Linked DNA regions of Mus musculus: region 2 is linked to region 1. Evidence: chromatin contacts called from public HiCAR-type data. All regions are on one chromosome and are shown on one strand. Each heading gives the region's core, a stretch centred on a gene start, on an enhancer-like site or on the middle of the called end of the contact. The rest is flanking DNA. Distances are from core to core; before and after follow the strand shown.

Region 1 (6,149 bases), core at 2,002-4,501:
ATACAGCAAAATAATCAGTCAAATGATGGCCAGTGTCTGCTTCCTGGCAGAGATGGTTTTGTGTGTGTGTGTGTGTGTGTGTGTGTGTGTGTGTGTGTGTGTGTGTGTGTTTCCTTTCTCACCATACTAAACACAAAGAACATGACAACCTACAAAATGAGCATTGGTAAGAGTGAGCCTTAAGCTCAGCAGCAGATCCTACTCCACTAAGGAGGGACGGCAGCACCACCATTACCGTTTTCCTTTCAGTACAGTAGGAATAAACGTGGAATGGCATTAGAATTCAACAGGACTATGCCTAAGACAAGCTGGCATGGTGCCTTCCTCTTAGTACTTTCAGGTTCACACTAGGTTCCTTCTGAACATGTTGTTTTACTTCAATATGTTAGGATTTCTAGGCTAACATTGATTTTTCCATCCAACTCTAATCCAAAAACAATTGCAAATAGCCCTTCTATCTCCTGACAGCTGCTAACATATTCACAAACACACATATACAAATCTATAGGATATATCAATATATGTATAAATGCATATGTAATTTTGATATTAGTTAACTGAAACACCATAAAATAATTCTTCATCGATTGCATGCCATTTCTCCCTAACAACACTCACTTTCACTCAACACCCTGATAGACTTTTTCCTCCCACCAGTGCAAAGGCAAGCACAAGCCTCACACAATGTTGAGTTGCAGCCTCAGGTATGATGTAATGGGAGATTCTTCTCCTCCTATCTCTCTTTGAGTCCTAGCTTCCTGTGTGGATGGATGGAATGAGAAGCAGAGAGATTCAGATACAGAAGTCAATCCAGATTTACCCATTATGAGTCATTATTTTAAAAATCTGATACATATTAGGCAGCTATTCCCATTTAGAGATCATGAATTTCTCTAAGGGATCAAATGCATACAGATATTATGTGATTATAATCCTTAAATATATAATTAATAATATCAGCTATAAAAGTAATCAGAAGCCAAAATTCTAGCAACATTGGCCCAAAATAAATTAGTAACTGTCACTGTCAAAACTGTGGGGAAGCTGTTGAATAGGAAATTCTTTCATTTTTATCAGCATTGCAATCTTAGCTCTGTCTGGGGTGGAAGAGATTAACCCTCCCAAGACCTGTTTCCCTGCAAATGAGTTACTCTAGCAAATGTGCCATACACACGAATATTTATAAACAGATGTCTAGCATGACACTCTCTAAACACATGTGCACTTAGAACAATATTGGGGGGTTAGAATTTAAGTTGTTGACTGTTATTTATGTAACAGGCTGTGGGATGAAGACATTATTTCCTGGGTTGTGGTTAACCAGCATTCAGAAGAAAAGTTACATAAACAGAGACCAGATTCTAAACGTTTTAAAGCCTTGGGTCAAATATCCATTTATAAAAGCTGATTGGTGTTACAAATAGTTCCCTCAGGAAAATCCACAGAGCTCCTTTTTTTTTTTTTTTTTTTTTTTTTTTAGCTTCCCTGAAATCACAGAGCTGAAATCACAGAGCGGCAGCACACACCTCAGATGAAGTGCTTCCCAAGGTCAAAATTCTGCTTCCAAATTGTTTCAATAACCTTAAGCCATTTTGCTAAAACTCTTCAAAATTAGTTTATATATATATATATATATATATATATGTATATATATATATATATATATATATAAATCTGTGTCCTTGACAAATGTTATATTATGCAATATAGCCACAGACACTTCTTAGAATTGAAACAAGATTTAACTAAGAAAGCACCATTGTATTTTTCCTTTAACCCACCAGCAATCTGCAGGAAAATTCTAAGAAGCAGCTTCCCACCGCACTGTACACTGCCTCTGCCTGCCAATCAGCAGCCAGCAGTAATATCTAAACTACTAGAAACCTGTCAGGGATCTGAACTAGGGAAAACCTGACCCCCTATCATGTTGCAAAACAGATCACAAGGCAAGAGGAGCCATTAGAGTGAGAATGGGACTGCAAACTCCCAGAAGGGAAAAGGGGAAGCATAAAGATCAGAGGAGAAGCAGACACATTTATAACAAGCCTGAAGCAATTTCTGACCCTTCCACATTTTAAGTAAAACTCCGGAGTTTGTTGTTGTTGTTGTTGTTGTTTTTTTATTCTAAAAGCCTAAAATAACTATAGTTTTGTCTCTACTCCTTTATTAATATTGATGTTCCCTCTTGAGTCGCTTCTTTCTTATCAATCCCTCTAAACTTCCTTTAAGAAATCCTTTAAATTTTAGTGAGCATTCAATGTTGATAAGGATCTAACTTGAGGCAGCAATCGTAGTAATCTGTTTATTTACCGGCTCAGACTGGAGAGTCCTGGCAGGTCAATGGGGCCTCCCTGGCGCCACCAATGAGAGTATCAGAAATCAATTTAAAATCACCAGTGGAAAGTAGCTGCTGCCAATCACCTCATTTCCATTTCAGCTTCTGCGGGACTCTGTCTCTGGTTCTGTCTGAAACCTGTCAGGACGCTGCCTGGTTCTGTCTGGAACCTGGATCATTAACATTGTTTGGGCATTAACATAATATTAAATGCAGGGGGGAGGGGCTATAGACATTCTTTTGAGCTTCCCTTTCTTGCAACTTTGCACTCTCCAACCCACTTGAAAAAGTTAGCTGGGTTTTCATCTAAAGCCCGCTTGAGTGAGGATTTTATTTCAGGACAATCTTCCCCGTTGCTTCCCTTCAATCTGGTATTTCATACAGACAACTGCTTTGATTAAGCCTTGAGCTAAGCTGTTGCTAATACAGACCCAGACCTATGGCCATTCCTGCACATTTATTTCCCTAGAAAACGCATCTTCAACAAGGAAAAGGTGAGTAATTTTTGCAAAGGGAGAGAGGAGAGAGAGAGAGAAAGAAAGAAAGAAAGTCCATAGCAGCCATCCATTCGCCGGGGCCAGAAGTTTGAAAGAATGTGGCAAGCAGAGCCGAGTTAGTACCTTTCCTGACCTCTCTGAGCTGTTAGATGTGGAACTCAGCCTTCCAAACACAGCAGGATCCCGTCTTCGTCCAACTCTGCAACTGGGCGGGGGCAGTCCTGCCCTGGCAAGGTCCCTGCAGCGCGTAAGGAGATGCACTGCAAGTCTTTTGGGCGCAGAGAATTGGGAGAGACTTGCAGGAGGACCTGCAAGCTGCCCTACTCTGCAAGGGGGAGGATGAAGAAGAGAACTCTGGGGAAGAGTGGCTGGACAGAAGGGGAATACAGTGCCACTGAGTATTGAAGTCTTGGTCAAGAAAGAGGGCGGGGCGGCCTGGCCGGCAGCTGGAGGGGAAAAGGGTGCCTGAGCAGAGCCAGAGCTGGGAGGGGCCCGGGGCGTAGGCTTTCGGAAAAAAAAAAAATTCCATTGTTGATCCACCACCACCAGCACTACCACCTCCCATTCTGTACCTCCATCGGGTTCTGGTTGAAGGGTGCAGGATGCAGGGCAGCAGCCAGCGGGAGCAATCAAGGCACAAGGAGCGAATCAGCTGGGGTTTCCCCGGTTTCCCCCAGTGCTTTCCAGCCGGGGAGTCCCAACCCCAGCTAACAGAAAAGTGAAAGAGAAAGAGCCCAAGCTGAGGCGGAGATCAACACCCTGGGGAGGTTGCGGGAGGAACACATGGTCCCGGCCACCTTACCAGGTGCCCACATGATTCTGCCACTGCCAGGTCCCCAGGGCGCAGAACCTGAAGGGCAACTGAGAGCAGAGAGCAGTCTCCTCCCCCTGGGCAGTTGGCCACAGCCTCTGTGTGTCCTGGAATGCCTTTGCCTCTGTGAAGTTTCAAGGAGTTGGCCTGAGTTCACAGGTTGCTTGCATCTACAGCAACTGGCCTTGCAGGGAGGCAGTTTGGCTTCCCCATAGAAGCCCGGAGGAGATCTGGACAGAGACTGTACCGGGAGGAAACGGAAAAGGACCTTGGGTCTGGAATGGGCGGTCCTCCAAAACAACCCTTGACCTGCTGCAGAGTCTGGAAGAGGGAAGTTTCTTTCTGAACTCTTGCTAGGAGGGGCCTGTTTGGGAACAGTAAACTTCCACTAAATTGACCCCTCTTGGGTCATTTTTCCAACCTAATTTGTAGCTGAATGTAAAACATTGCACATGTCTTTTGATGGGAAACAAGGCGTGGGTAAGGCAGCATCTTTAAGTTGGAAATTAGGAGTGATTATAGTGAGGAGGAGTTAACCATGTCAACTGTGTGTCTATTCCAGACAGTCCGAGAGCCCGGGGTCCCAGCTTTGGCATTCAGATGAATCATTGAAAAGACTCAGTGGCTTGCGGTTCCCAAAGCTTTTGAGAAAGCCAGGAGAAAACGATGAGGCCCTTGGCACCTAGTTAAACACAACTATGTTCTGTGTTTTTGTGTATTACATTAAAAAATGGTAAAAACTAGAATATTTGAACGACTAATTATTAACTGTGTGTGGCATTCCACATAAAATCATTGTAATGGGAAGTTTGTTCTCACACACTTATCTTGTATCCCTTCAAGGTTTATATTTGAAACAATAATGCATGTTTTGGTAACAATCACACCAAAATTTACTTATAATAAAAATCGTGAAAATGTGTATTTTACAACCATTTAAAATTTTACTACCATTATAAATTATATTTAAAGAAACATAAAAATCTGACTGGAGAGATTGCTCAGCAGTTCAAGAGCTTGTTGTTCTTGCAGAGGTCTGGACTTCCATTCTCAGGACCATACTGAGATGATCCACTAACAGCTGTAACTCCTGCTCCAGAGGATCCAACAGCATTGGTCTCCTGAGGGACCTGCACTTACACACACACACACACACACACACACACACACACACACACACACACATACAAATACATTTTTAAAATCAATATTCTTTTTGTACAGGATAATACAGTGAATTGTCTTGAACAGCTTCAATGAGTTTCAAACCCAACCACTTTTCCATTTCACACTGAAGCCCTGCTTCGTGAAATGAGCATGCACTATAAAAATAGGCCAGAAGCTGGACTGAATTCCATCACAATGATGTACTAGAAGTGAACATCACAGTATGTGAGTGATGTAGAGGTGAGCAAGTAGGTCAATATCTCATGCCTCAACTTGGACCAATACAGAGCTCTGTGTACCCCGGCAAGGTGATTCCTTTCGCATCTCTCCAGATCGCCCTATGTCTCCTGTGTGCTGTTCAACTGGTAGAGGAATCACATGACCATCAATAAGACACTTCATGGACTACACCCAGTACCTCCATGCAGGGCTGGTTGCTGCTTTGGCCAGAACATACAATGCATCCCAGTTGTCCGCTTCTGTCCACGTGCTCTAACTGAGGCAGCTGCTTTTAGCAGATGTTCACCAGCCCTAGGATCCAGACCCTGCTGGTCATCCTCAGGACTGATCAGGCATCCCTGCCTAAACAATACACTTTTATACCATGCAGTAGTAAATATTCTGAGCCACCAAGTATTAAATATTCTGAGCTACTGGAGAATTTTCATAATACTTAGGAAACTTAAGAGTGTGCTTTCCTCATGAGATGAACTATACAGAGCACTCTAAGTATATGAAAAACAATTAACTGGCCTTTAACTGCTGATCCCACTTCAGATATATACAGTAGGTTTCAAAATAAGATGGTAAATGATATATGAGGCATTTATGCATTTGTGGTAAGAATAATGCTGATGACAATGAAGTCAATTAGAGCATTGTTGCCATGGGATTCATTGTCCTACTATTGCCTCTCAAACATGCAGGGCAAATTTGTTTTCTTAATTACAAATATAAGAGGAATTTTTAAATAACTCACAAGTGCCCACAGTCCAGTGACATTCACTGTGTGGCATAATTTGTTTTGGTTGCATTCCACTCCAACAGAACTTTAATATATGCAGTTTGTACTTTCACTTGCCACAGGCACATTGGGAAGATATTGAAAATCACTCACACCAATGAACAAGTAAATTCCACCACATAAATTAAAAGAAAGACAAAGATTGATGGAATAATCTTGAAATTGCCTCAAGAAAACTTTGACAATTACAATGGGAGAAGGGATGAGGACAAACTAACTAAACTCATAGAAGAGGCCATGGCAGTCATTTTCAAAGAATGAACAAGAACGTCAGAGTTTGGGAAGTTAAATAAAACATCTGATGATTTCCCAAAG
Region 2 (6,149 bases), core at 1,829-4,328, 52 kb after region 1:
ATCAATTCTCATCATAGGCTATGGAATGATCCACAGTATGTAAAAGTCAAGGGGAAGCTTGTAAGCAGCTGACCTTAGCACCTAAGCCCACAGCTAAATATATGTTGTTGAGAATATCTAAGATCTGGTGCTTTGGGACTCCCTGTAATAGCAGGAGGGCACGAGAGGCTGAGAATACTTTTGATTTCTAGGTTATTTCTAACACTCTTCCCAAGCATTGAAGAGAAATGGGAGAGAAAAGCTAAATGTTCCCACTTAACCCTACTTCCTCTCATCCTGAGAACACAGATATAATCTTGCTTGAACTCTATGGCAGCAATTTTCAAATTTCTGAATACTAACAAATAGTGGTAAGGACATGCCCTTTATTTAGAAGGATCTGTGAGTATTGGCTTGTGATATTTTTGCCATATGTTTGTATGTATATACAATGACTGTTAAAGAAAACATTCTCTTGTTCATAGCCAAAAAAGTTCAATGTTCATGACTTTGATAAGATTTAACTCATCAGATAAGTTCTTCATCTTATAAAAAGTGTGGAGAAATATCTCTACCACGCTGAGAAACTTCTCAGTCGTCCCAGGGGATTCTAGCTTTCAGTGTTTTAAAATAAAACTGAAAGGAATTTAGGCAAACAGAATTTTAAAAAGAAACCAAGCAAAAACTCCCCAAACATAAATGGATTTCCACACAGCCTGGATGTCTTCAACATGTCAGGCTTCACGGTGGCAATGTTGCTGTTCCTCTGAGATAGGCACTGGATTCTCCATGTGTATTAATCCAGCCCACATGGCTTGCTTGGGTCCCTCTCATGTTTTAGCAAAGAGTTGCTGTTACTCTCAGCATTGGAATGATGAAGAGTGGACTCACTATACCTCCCATTTTCATTCCCTGATTCTTTCTTTGTCTAGTGCAGAAATGGGTGTCAGACATTCAGGATGTGGAGTTCTGATTTGAAGTCCTCCTTCACTTACAAATGTACAACAACACTCTGCCCTTCTCAGCCTTTTCAGAAATACCACTAACAACCATTTAAAGGCAGCATTCAGGATGCTCAGCCATAGTACAGTCTTTTTAGTATTTCACTAACTCTTTAATGTCAGTTTCTTGAAAATACATTTTAATTGAGATAGGATGACATAACCCTTCCCTCCCCTTTTCCCTTTTCTGCACCTCCCAGTTACCCACTCTATCTCTCAGATCCCTTCCATGCCATAACACTTTCCAACTGATGCCTCTTTTTATTTGATTAGTTTTTTGTAGGCACACACACACACACACACACACACACACACACAAACACACACACACGTGTGTATATACATATACATATATGTGTGTATATGTATGTGTCACAAATATATATATAAATACAACTTTCTGAGTCCATTTTGTTTATGTGTATATAGTTTCAAGGCTGACCATGCTGCATTAGACAAAGTAAATAGGAGCTCATGTCTGTGAGAGGCTAGTTCTCCTTTTCCCAGATACTTTCAGTTACCTGTAGTCTTTTGTTTGCATTGCATTAACATGTCAGTTGATATTGGCATAGCTCTGGTCTTGTTTACCTAACCATTTCTAGAAAGGACTGTTTCACAGCTGACTTCCTCTGAGAAGTCTGGCTCTTACGGTCTGTCTAACTCCTGTTTTGTGATGGTCCCTGAGTCATGGATGTAAGAGTTATGATATAGATATATGCACTGGGGCTGGGCTCCCTACAATCTGTTAATTCTCATAATAGGGACACCTATCTTTTTCTGAACTCTGTTTGCAACATGTTAAAGTTTATACATGGTCATTAAGTCAGTCTCTTGTACACAGGACAGAACTGGGCTGAGCCTTCCAGGAGGCCTCCAGCTGCTCCGAGCCTCCAGCTGCCAACTTTGCAGATGATCATCCTTACACACATTCTAGAATTTGGGTTGATAATGCCTAACTTGAAAAACATTTGTGGAATATGTAGAGTTGTGAACTCATCTAAAGCTCAGGACTATGGTCATGAGTAGTAATCAGCAATGAACACAATGCCCATTTGATCGCTTTAACACTACACTGCACCCATCACAGAGGCTTTCGGTCTATTCAAAGCATCCAGCTCTTCTTTGAGTCGCCAGCTGCTTTAGTGGCAGATCACTAAGATCCTGGATGTGCTTTCTTAGGAAAACAGCATTCTCCATAACCCCTTGTTTTTATAGGGAGGGGCCTTATTTCAATCCTTAGTAGAGTCTGCCTCAGACATATTATGACATCATGGCTCCATTGCCTAATTTGAATTGCATTCCATAAAACCCCTGTCTCCAGAAGTTTGTCTTCTGGATCTCACAGCAATAAATTACTCTATGTGAAAATCTGAGGCTTGAGGGCATTTGGATATTTCAGAATAACAGCATATTGGTAAGGTATTTCCATCAGCTTTTAGTATACCTGCTAGGAAAAAGGACCTTGGGTAGCTGAAAAGACTTTGCCAGGCTTCTATGTATCAATTCTAACATCTTTACCTTTGTAGGTGAATGGAAAACCAGAGAGGTGAAATAGCTAAGGTCCCACACAAACATGGTAGCATTTGTGAAGCCAGTTATGCAATTTGGCAGTAAAATCTGCTCCTCACAATAAAATATTTGCCCAAGTTAAAAGCAGATAATACAGGAATGCATTTTGTAAATATTAACTTGATTTTATTTCTCCATTAAATCATCTTCGCTGGTAGCCTCACACTTTCCAATGCTGAGCTAAGGTTGTGTCTCAAAGAAGATTCTAATTCCAAAGGTCAGCCTTAGCAGTTCAGGGTTCAGGCTGCAACGCATTCGTCTACAGGAGGAGAAAGGTCTTATAAAGCAGATATTGTCTAAAATGAAAAGGCCTTCCCAACTTGTTTGATTTTACTTTTCGTGTCCCAAGAGGCTTATTTGATAGTCTTGATCATACATTGTTTTTTTATAAAGGGAGAGCCTGTCCAGATTGGCAGGGAAGGGAGAAAACAGGCCCTTGAAGTCTGCCGACTGGCAGAAAGATAGGAAGTGGGGAGGAAAGTACGAGGCAAGGCCTGAAACGCTGGTTTGTCTCTGTCAAATGTCTCTGCTTTCTCACTGTAGTGTACATCACCCGTGCTTGACTGCCCAAGCCAATCTTTCATTGTCACTGGTGAATTGTTAAGATCCTGGAAAGCTGCCCCCTCATTCTCTTTCTCTTTCTCTTACGTCATTGTATTTTCTGGTTCTTCTGCACATATTTTTGTTATTCCTAAGAAAATAGACTTTCCCTCTTATACCAATATAAGCAACACATATGTGACCTGAGTGTTCTCAGCATAAGCTAAGCAACAGAGCACTGCCTGCTTCCCCACACATACTTTCCCTTTATTCCCCTGTGTAGACGTAAATCATTCAAAACTATACAACATACAAATAGTCCCATCTTATTTTCCTTTTTCTTATCTTTTCCTTTTATATTATTATTTTTATTAGTGTATATATTTCACATAGAAATTTCATACACCTTGGGGCTAGAGAGATGGCTCAGAGGTTAAGAGAACTAGCTGCTCTTCCAGAGGACCCAGGTTCAATTCTCAGCACCCACATGGCAGCTCACAACTGTCTGTCACTACAGTTCCGGGGGATCCGATTCCCTCACACATGCGGGCAAGACTCCAATGAACATAAAATAAAAATAAACAAATGTTTAAAAATAAATTTCATGCACCTTAAATGTACTGTTCAATATATAGCTGCCCAAAGTATTTATCCATGGAAATATCAATAAAATAAGTAGAACATTGCCAATCACTTACTATTTGTAAATCACCTCCTACCATGGAAAACATGACAGAATTCATACTTTACTAGGCTTTTGTTTTGTTTTTTGCTGTTTTAGAGTCCAGTATATGTTGAGAGTCTAAATTCTTATGAGTAAGCAAACTCTGTGTTGAAGTGTACTGTTTTCATATCTGGGAGACTGCAATTATAACCACTATAAAATTTTATGTATAGGATTGTTTTGAATGTGTGGTTTTATTTTCTATTCCCCACTTTAAAGTAAAAATGATGTATTATGGAATACAAACATACAGACATATCTAACTTAAAAACAAAGTGGCATTTTGCTTCCAGGGCTAGTGGGGTTATTTATTCTCTTACCAGTGAAAATGAGACGTTCAGCCTGTGAAGTCACATTTCCATCAGTACCTGCCATGATCAGTACTGGTTGGCTTAGCTATCTTACTGCATTGGCTAATATAAACTGTGAATTATCTAACAGACTTGAATTTCTTTACTTCTCTTCTAAAATTGAGGCAAAACTGTTCAATATGTCACCAGCAAACATAACTGGGTTTGTGTTATTTTGTTTTGTTTTAACACAAGAACCCACTCTGTAACCCAGGCTAGTTGAGAACAGAAGTAACCTAAGTTGGCCTCAAAGTCAGAGAATTCCCTTGCCTCAACATCTTGTGCTAAGATTATAAGCATCAGCCTCCACTTCACACAAACACACACACACACACACACACACACTATAAATAAATATAAAGTACATATATATATATATACACTTTATAAAGTCAAGTGCTTTTTTATTCCTAGTTTTGAGAAATGTTATTAAGATGAATTTCATGAGATTTTTCTGTACTTACTGACTTCATCATTTGTCTCTTATCCTCCCCTAACTTAGCATGGTGGTCAATTACAGTGATTAGTTTCTGAGTATTACAGGCAGCCATGCATTTCTGACACCTTCTAATGAGGAGATACTGCCCTTGTATTTTTACTTTCTGCCAAGAAGTTACAATACAATATACGAACAATTCTAGTTGATATTACACAGAATTTTATCATTATATTTTACATATATTTCTAAAGATACATCTAATCCCATGTGAAAATAATAGAAAAATTCTAAATCTTGAATTTTTAGTAATAGATTTTCTTCCTCTGTTGGTTTATACGTCAGTAAACCTCTTTACATGTTTTCATTGATCTATAAATGTAGAGAGGTTCAGTCAATGAACTCCAAGTTCCTGCATATGTCATGGACTGGCAGAATCTTTGAAATCCTCACATTTTCTAAAATGTCACAGTCTACACAGGTGGGATTTATAAGCCTGGGCTTTTAGTTGAGGCTGCTGAAAGAAGGTGTTCCATCCCCAGAGCTAGCAGCTTCCTTTCCACCCGAGCTTCTTGTTCTGAGATTATGAAAAGAGCTCTCAGGCAGAGATATGCATTCTGACAGCTTTCAGGGTAATCTGAAGCACAGTGGAGTGGATCAGTCGTGCACAGTATGTGTAATGCACAGCACAGGGCCAAGAAGGACACTGAGTAATGTGGTGAGCAAAGTGAGTATCAGAGGAGCAGGAAATGACTTTGAGGTCTGACCACTCTTTCAAGAATCATTCTGCTTAATGGGGACAAAGAAATGGCCCAACAACTGATGGAGAGGTCAAGCTAGGGAGGCCTGAACAGTGACAGAGATTGCAGCATCTTAACAGATGGTTGAGTTAGTAAAACACAAGGAAACATTTCTTTAGAAGTTCATGAGAATTACAGCAAAGCTGGAGGGATTCTGATCACAAAGGAGATGAAAGAGTTTTAGCTAGGGACAAAGAGGAGGAGGATGCATGTTTGGGGGTTAGTGAATGAGTAGAGGACTTCTCTAGAGTCCTGATTGTTCTTCTCTTCTTAGAAAACCAGAAGCCATTGCTGTCCACTGAACATGGCAATGGAATTCCAGGAGAAAGAACGGTAAAGAGAAGCCACAGCACAGCATAGTGAGAGGAAGCCTGGTAAAATTGGGCCAAAGGCTTGAAGCCCAGGAGACCTTGAAGGGATGGTAGGAGCTTTGCCTGCTCCTGGCAGCAGGCCTCTATCACGTAGCCACAGTCCTCCAATAGATTTGTGGCTGTCAGTCACATAAAGGAAACACCTCAAGCCCTTCCACATGTAGATGAGACATCCCTAACATCTCAGACCAAGACAACAGGAAAAGAGACGTGACCTGTGGTCACGTAGGCTCAAGACAGAGATCTCCATGCTAATGATGTGCCTAGAGGCTCAAAGGGCATCGCCAATAAGATTCCCTTCCCATATATTCCTCCCTGCAAAGGTATTTAATCTCAGGCCCACCCTGAGAAGTGAGATATGGTTTTATACATCCATTTT

Evidence for each region. HiCAR-type assays count read pairs that join an accessible place to other places.
Region 2: a contact with region 1 is called in a HiCAR-type map of kidney, with 2.1 times the contacts expected there. The contact joins the enhancer-like site here to the promoter of Il15 in region 1. A contact is called at or near these places in 4 of 39 promoter capture datasets (the HPC-7 cell line, embryonic stem cells and liver), 6 of 484 Hi-C or Micro-C datasets (the G1E-ER4 cell line, liver, nephron progenitors and 1 more), 3 of 115 datasets of contacts at active chromatin or transcription factors (bone marrow-derived dendritic cells, bone marrow-derived macrophages and kidney) and 3 of 9 other capture datasets (adipose tissue, liver and pancreatic islet).

What each region holds. Positions count from the first base shown.
Region 1 is chr8:82,399,335-82,405,483 of GRCm38.p6, forward strand. It overlaps Il15 (interleukin 15), which reads right to left and starts at 3,252. Exons shown (of 8, transcript NM_001254747.1): 1 at 2,966-3,252.
Region 2 is chr8:82,451,508-82,457,656 of GRCm38.p6, forward strand. No RefSeq gene overlaps it. Among named protein-coding and RNA genes, the nearest start is that of Gm25138, 45 kb to the left of the region's middle. Within about 2 kb of position 3,079, at least 6 of the 459 cell types and tissues checked have an H3K27ac peak or open chromatin away from gene starts, as enhancers often do. A contact at or near this core is called in kidney, where this site is marked.